Regions from separate parts of the Mus musculus genome. Here region 1 is linked to region 2. The links are chromatin contacts, called in public Hi-C maps. All regions are on one chromosome and are shown on one strand. Each heading gives the region's core, a stretch centred on a gene start, on an enhancer-like site or on the middle of the called end of the contact. The rest is flanking DNA. Distances are from core to core; before and after follow the strand shown.

Region 1 (3,261 bases), core at 28-2,527, 46 kb before region 2:
AATAAGGAGTAATTTACCCAATACTTGGTCTCACTTTGTAAAAACATAAACTTATTTCTCAAGGGAAATTTCCTAGCACCGCTGTAAATAAACAGCATTAATTATTAAAATACAAGAACAAATGAAAACAAACCCAGGCATTCCTGGGTTTTGGCATCAGGCTCCAGTTCCGGCCCTGAACTTACCGATGAGGTCACATGTTGTCTCTGGGCCTTGCTTTTCCTCCTGTAAAATGGGCTCAATAGTAGAGCTCATATAGAAGATGCCTGGACCTAAGACGGAACTTCAGGGTAGAAGTGATCAATCCTAGGTGCCCAGGAAGATGGAGTTCAGGGAAACCTGATCTTTGCTTTCAAATCTCTGGCTGTTGGGGATTAGAGGTACAGATGGGTTTTGTCAGCTTCAGTAGCGATGATAAGACCCTCCTCTTAGGAGGAAATGAGGAAGTATTCAAATGGTGGTGGCATTCAAACCTACCTCCAGGAGTTCACAGTAGGAAACGAATCAGAGACTTCAAAACCAGACTGGCTTTCAGGGGAAGGGAGGTGGTGGCCCTTGGGGAACTGGATAAGGCCCACTGGCACCCAGCGGTTGCCTTTCCTTGTTTCCTGTGCATGTTCCAAACTCGGTCTCTTATAACTCTCCCAATAACGTGAAGGAAGAAAAACCAGGGGATAGTGTCTGCGGGTTATAGAGCCTTGGCCAGTCCCCCGAAGTCACCAGAGCAGGCCTGTGGGCCTAGACAGTCTGGCTCCACTGCCTGGGAAGTGGTCTGCCCCGGGCAGGTCCTGGGGCTTCTGGCTGGGACAGACAGAATGTCCTGAGTCCCTGTTTCTTCAGATATTAGGGAGGGAGGGCCCTGTCCAAGGGGTCTCCTTCTGCTTCCTACTGACTTAGTTAAGGGCAAAAGAGAAAGTGGATAGGAAAGGGGTAAGGGTGTGAGGCTCAGAGGTGCACATGGTGACGGACAAGGATGTGTAGGCAGAAAGACGCACAGAAAAAAGGAGCCAGGTGGGTTCACAGACGCGCAGGGTCAGGCACAGGAAGACAACCATCGAGGGACAAAGTCTCCTACAGAGAAATCAAACCTAAAGACAAGCCAGCTGCACCCTGAAGCCAGGATGAGCCGCAGGGAAAGAGAGAGGCAAGGCGGGTTACCCTGCCTGTTGCAGCCCTACGGGCCGGGTCGAGCGCCGCGCTCCCGGCAGGGGGCGCCCTGGCAACGCAGAGGCACCCGCCTGGGGCTCGGGGTGCGGGCCGGGGGCGGGGCGGCCGGGGGCGGGGAGGCCGGCGGGTGCTCGGCCAGGCCGCCTTCATAAGCAGGCGGGGGAGGTGGCCGCCAGAGTACGCTCCCGCCACTGCGCTCCTTAGGGCTGCCGCTCGCGAGCCGGAACAGACCCTCCCCACGAGTGCCTGCAGGTAAGGAAAGCATGCTGCGCCCGTGGCTTGCGCGACTCCCACGCGCGCGCTCCGCCGGTCCCGCAGTGACTGTCCCAGCCACGGTGGGGACACGTGGAAGGTCAGGCTCCCTGGGGACCCACGACCTCCCGCTCCGGACTCCGCGCGCATCTCTTGTGGCCTGGCAGGATGATGGACGTGGCGCCCGCTGAGCCGCTACCCAGGACCTCACCCTCGTGCTAAGCACCTGCTCCCGGTGCCCACGCGCCTCCGTAGTCCACAGCTGCGCCCTTCGTGGTCCCTTGGCACTCTGTCCCGTTGGTGTCTAAAGTAGTTGGGGAGCAGCAGGAAGAAGGCACGTGCTGCGATCTTTGGCGGGAGAGATCGGAGACCGCGTGCTAGTGTCTGTCTGAGAGTGGGGGAGCCCAGGAAACGGAAGGAGCCTGTGAACGGTTCCAGGCTGTGTGCAGGTGAGAGTGGGGCTGCTGCCTTGCCCAGCGCGGGTAAGAAAGGGTTAAAGGCACAGTCACAGCGGCAGGACCCAAGACGGAGGAAAAAAACCTCATTCTTACTCCCACATTGTCCATGGTAATCCTTTTCAACGCGTAATGGGCCTGAGGAAGGAAGACTTGCAAAGGACTCTGGGGTATGCCTGTGAATCCTGATTAAAAAGGAAAGCTGGCGCGGCAACTCTGGAGAGATGCTGGCAGTCTGGAGGCTGAGGATCTCTGTGAGTTCGAGGCCACTCTAACACTCTAGGAAGATTAGGTCTCAAAATCATACACACACACACACACACACACACACACACACACACACACACACACACACACACACATACATATAACAGAGGGATTATTCTCAGGCCTGAAAGAACGTTTGGCTCCAAGAAGAATTCAAAGACCCCCCCTCAGGCAGCCTCAGATTCTCAGTCTGGTTGAGAATTAGGGCAACTGTTTATTAAATGCTGGATAAGGACTGCTCTGACACCTGACAGACTACAAATAGGGACAGAGAGTTTTAGACAATGTAGGCAATGACATTAGGCATTGAACCCTGTTGCCCATTCTCCACAGCCCAGGAGATTAAGGAGAGCCCCCCCCCAGTATGCCCTTCACCCTCCAAGCCTCTCTGGTCTCCCCAGTCAGCTCTTTCCTCTCCCACTCCCTGGCCGTCTCCTGTCTCTGCCTCCTTTTCCAATTCCTGAACCGTCTCTGGTTCCCTTAGGGGAGAACACAGCTTCTCAGAAGCCTACTGGTGGAGTGAGACAGGTCTGGGCTGGTTCGCAGCCATGTCAGTGATGGTCCCATCTATATGTTAAGACTACAGTGAATCAAAAGACCCGATAGGCCAGACAGTGAGTGTCTTCGATCCACACATACTTACCAGGCATCAGTTGTGCGCTAAACTCTGATCGAGGTGCTGAGAAGGGAACAGTAAATAACGACCCCTTCCCCCCACCCAACTCATTGAGGCGAACATTGGCATAATAAATTCTTTTCAGGCTTTGAAAATTTGAGTGTCACATGGTAGAATGAAGATGACGTAGTTCCCCCAAAAAAGGGATCAAGATGTCACACTGTTGTCACAGTGAGCAGCCAGTACATAGTACTAACAAGATGGGGTGAAACTGTGTGATCTGGCCACAGCTCTGCTCTCACGGTGGCTCGGGATTCTCCTTGAGGGCGTACAGGAGCTGGAAGTCTTTGGTCTGTAGACCCTATTGGTGGGGAGCATGCTGTACAGCCTGCAACATGTTTAGCGGGTTCACATACTTTAGAAAGCAGTGGCTGTCCCTAGCTCCAGTCTCAGCAGAGATTGCATCAGTGTGTACAGGGTTATGTCACTGCCTCTGAACCCTGC
Region 2 (3,586 bases), core at 605-3,104:
ACACTTGCACAGAGTGGCACATGCCTGCACACAGAGCTGACATGTCCAGAAAAGAGCTAGATCATGCTCTCCCTTTCCCATCCGTGCTCTGCCTTTTGCTAGCTGTGTGACCTTGGGCTGTTACTTAACCTCTCTGAGCCTCCCCTTGGACAAGCCTTCTGCCCACTGGACCTGCTCCAACAGCTCACTGGAAGAACTAAGTAAGAAAATCCCAGTTGAGTTTGGCACAGAGCCTGGCCCCCGGGAGCACTCAAGCAGCAGCGTGATATGTAAGCCGTCCGTCCCCGTCCCCGTCCTCAGTGCTGACACCTCAACACCCAGGCAGGTTCTTACACGCAGGCTTCTCAGCTCTTGGGGAGAATTTCTGAATTGCTCTTTCTCTGCTATGAGGGTTGACCGTGACTTAGAATCCCTGACCCTGAAGTATGGGGCCAGTGAGGCTGAGAGAGAGCTCAGACGCAGGTTCCATAGCTCTCTGCTCTATGTCTCCAACCCCGTGGCTCTTTTACAAGTAGCCCAAGTAGCCGGTGAGCGCTGCTTTCAGGATCACTGGGCCCTGTTGATGCCTCTTAGGTGAGAGCCACCCGGGACACAGCCACCCATCTGGCTTTATCTCCACCTGCCAGGCAGCTCTCCCCCTCCTTCGCCCTCCCATTTCCCACCCCTGTGCCCCACCCACAGGCTGCGGGAGGCCCAGATGAGGTCATGTGGAGAACATGGGTCCTGTAGCACAAGAGGTGGGAGATGAGGTGATTACAGTAACTCTTTAGCCAGCTGAGGCAGGATTGGCTGAGGCAGGGAGAGGCACTTTGGAGGAAAAAGCTTTGGCGGCAGTGAGGGGGGCTGGGGTCTCCTAGAGTCATGAGGGCATGAGCCAAGGAGTGCAAAGGGGACCTCCCAAAGCCCCCTCTGCCCTCACTCTCCCAATTCCATTTGCCCCTCTGTCACGGCTACCCCCAAAACTCCCCAGACCGTCCATGAATCAAAAATTCTGGTGTCCACTCAGAAAATAAATATGTTCCGCTTTAGAGAGAGAGAGAGAAACCCAAACCCCAAAGGCAAACAGCAAGTCTGTTATTTGGGAGTTTAATGAGCCCGTGTGAAGTCTCCGCTGGGCTGGGAACCATGCTATCCGGGCAGGAAGATTGGGGGCTTCAGTTCCATGCTGAAAATGCCAAGGGGTCAGGTTCTATGGGAACAGGAGAAGGCGCCAGTGACCTGGAGTCCTTTCTCCCAGACCCAGTCTGAACTATCCAAGCTGATTGCCACATGATGGGAGTAAGACCCTCCCCTCCTGTCTGTCTTCATTGTTCCCTTCCAGAGGGACATCTTCCATTGTAGGGACCAGCAGCAACATTGGATGACTGCTTTTCTTCTCTGGATAGTCATTACCATTTTATAGACTAGGAAACTGAAGTCCTGTATGATCAAAGAAATAGACCCATGGTTACTAAGCAGTAGAATTAGATCTTTACTTCAGTGTCCTTGGCCTTCCTGGGTACCCGTGGCTATTCCTGGGTACCTTTCCCATGTCCACCGCCGGCTCTCCCCTTACCCCCTCGAACCCTGATTTTTGCCATGGGAAATAGAATAGAGAGAGAACTTTGGCCCATCTGGAGACAGTGGATCTCAGGTGTCAGCCAGGGGCAGCAAGTCGAGCTGGTGCCCACGGTGACAGAAGGACACAGTATGGTGGTCACCATGGGCTATGGCTGTTATGTTCTTGGCCCCTGCTTTAAAAATAGTTAGGACTTCAAACATGGATTTCCTAGGAAAACAAACAACCCCGCGTCCATCCGTCCACCCTTGCATGCCAGCCACAGTGGCTAAAATTAGCCTGGCAGTGATTACATAGACGTGAGGCGGCCGGTGTTTGCCCAGGCAGTGGGCTGGTTCCCAGCTGGGCTGCCCCAAGACCTCCCTGTCTGAGGCCACTCACTGTAGAAGACACTCCGGAGGCCCCATTCCTGGCTTCACCCATACAGCAGAGCACTCAGGGGGGCTTCTGGTAGAGAGACAGTGGGTTTCTGGGTTTGAATCGTATCTGTGCCATGCACTGCTGTGTGGCTGAGGGGCAGGAAATCCCTTTTCTGTGTCTATAGCGAGAGAGCGTAGATCACTTTCCTGGCGGCTTGGTTGGGAGATTGAGTGAGTTACTCGGTCTTACTGGCTCAGGACACACAGCAAATGGGCTTTCCTATGGGGGTAGGGGATGTTAGCTATTCGAGAACACTAAGATTCCACCCAGAAGCCCCAAGCCACAGTCCTGCTAGGTCAGCGATTTTATCTTTCCAATCTGAATAAATCGTTCAGAGAGGGAGCCCTGGCCCAGCCCTTGCCTAGCTGGACAACCGTCCACACCTCCACCCAGACTCTCATGTCTACTTTCCAAGTCGGAACCCCTGGGGCTTCTGGACAATTTAGAACCCTGGGTGTGATGGCTCCTTTGTCCCTCAGGTGATCATGGGTGGCGGCCGGAAATACATGTACCCGAAGAACAGAACTGATGTGGAATACGAACTGGATGAGAAGGCCAGGGGTACAAGGCTAGATGGCCTGGATCTCATCAGTATTTGGAAGAGCTTTAAACCCAGACACAAGGTAACCAAGGCTGCAGGTGGACTCGGCTATGGTTCTGTGGGCCGTGGGACACCCCCATCCACGCATCAAATGTTCTCTGCCAGTGAGAGTCCAGATGTTCCTCTGTTTGCTCTACCGTACTGACCTGTGACTGACAGACACTCCTGCTCCCTGTAGGAAGGGCACACGTGGGGATGGTGACAGAGTCAGGGAGTCACCTGGATGGACCCGAGACAGGCTGGGTACCTGACACAGGGAATGTCGTGTGCCTGGACGGCAGGAAGTTGGGACCTGGAGGCACGCAGAGGGGATACAACAGAAGACCTGAACGAATGGAATGGGAGGGTGTGGGCAGGCAGCGCTGAGCAGATGATGGGAGAACATGGCTCAGCAAAAGTGTGCTGGCTGAGGCCGGAGGTGTAAAGCCCTCAGAGTACACCCCTGGGCCAGAGCACCAGTGGGCTGAGAGGGAGGCAGGAGCAGGGTTAGGCCAAGCTCTGGTTCCTCTGTGAGGCCTCTGGCCCTTTAAATGTGCCACTGTGGGCCAGCCGGGCAGCTGGGTCTGGAAATGACTGTGGTCAGGCTTGAAGACAGTGGGGAGAAGCCTGGCAGCCGCTTTGATGTCACTCTGGGGTTGGGTTTCTCAGGGTTCCATGGTTCCCCAGGGAGGCTCAGTGGCATGAGAGGCTGAGCTAAGAGTAAGATGGGCAGGGCTGGGGACAGCCCCGTGGCTGTATAGGAGTGTGGGAGTGAGGGACTCGCTTCTCTTTCTTTCCCCTCCTGGGGCAGCTTGGATAGGCACACCAAAGGGACATCCTCCTCTTGGCTTCAGTTGCTGTGATCAGGACCAGGAAGCCATCCTCTTGCCCCGGGACTCTGTATAGACTCCTGGCACAGGGAGGGTCCCGTACTACTGCCATGAGCCCTACCCGGTAGGGTCACTGTTGGGTCCCAGATTCTGGACATCAGTAGAGGGGCTAGAAGTGTTTCTCAATAACCCTGATGT

The links. A called contact is a pair of places that touch in the nucleus more often than the background predicts.
Region 1: a contact with region 2 is called in a Hi-C map of liver, with 4 times the contacts expected there. The contact joins the promoter of Alpl here to the enhancer-like site in region 2. A contact is called at or near these places in 9 of 39 promoter capture datasets (the 3T3-L1 cell line, the C10 cell line, Sertoli cells and 5 more), 25 of 484 Hi-C or Micro-C datasets (the CH12 cell line, the MC3T3-E1 cell line, MC3T3-E1-derived osteoblasts and 11 more), 27 of 115 datasets of contacts at active chromatin or transcription factors (the 230-238 cell line, the SCID.adh cell line, T-cell acute lymphoblastic leukemia and 14 more) and 4 of 9 other capture datasets (adipose tissue, liver, macrophages and 1 more).

Annotation. Positions count from the first base shown.
Region 1 is chr4:137,794,400-137,797,660 of GRCm38.p6, reverse strand. Alpl (alkaline phosphatase, liver/bone/kidney) reads left to right here and starts at 1,277. Exons shown (of 12, transcript NM_007431.3): 1 at 1,277-1,419.
Region 2 is chr4:137,748,564-137,752,149 of GRCm38.p6, reverse strand. It overlaps Alpl (alkaline phosphatase, liver/bone/kidney), which reads left to right. Exons shown (of 12, transcript NM_007431.3): 7 at 2,458-2,601. Among named protein-coding and RNA genes, the nearest start is that of Gm52682, 29 kb to the right of the region's middle. Within about 2 kb of position 1,854, at least 37 of the 459 cell types and tissues checked have an H3K27ac peak or open chromatin away from gene starts, as enhancers often do. A contact at or near this core is called in the SCID.adh cell line, fetal liver, liver and 1 more, where this site is marked.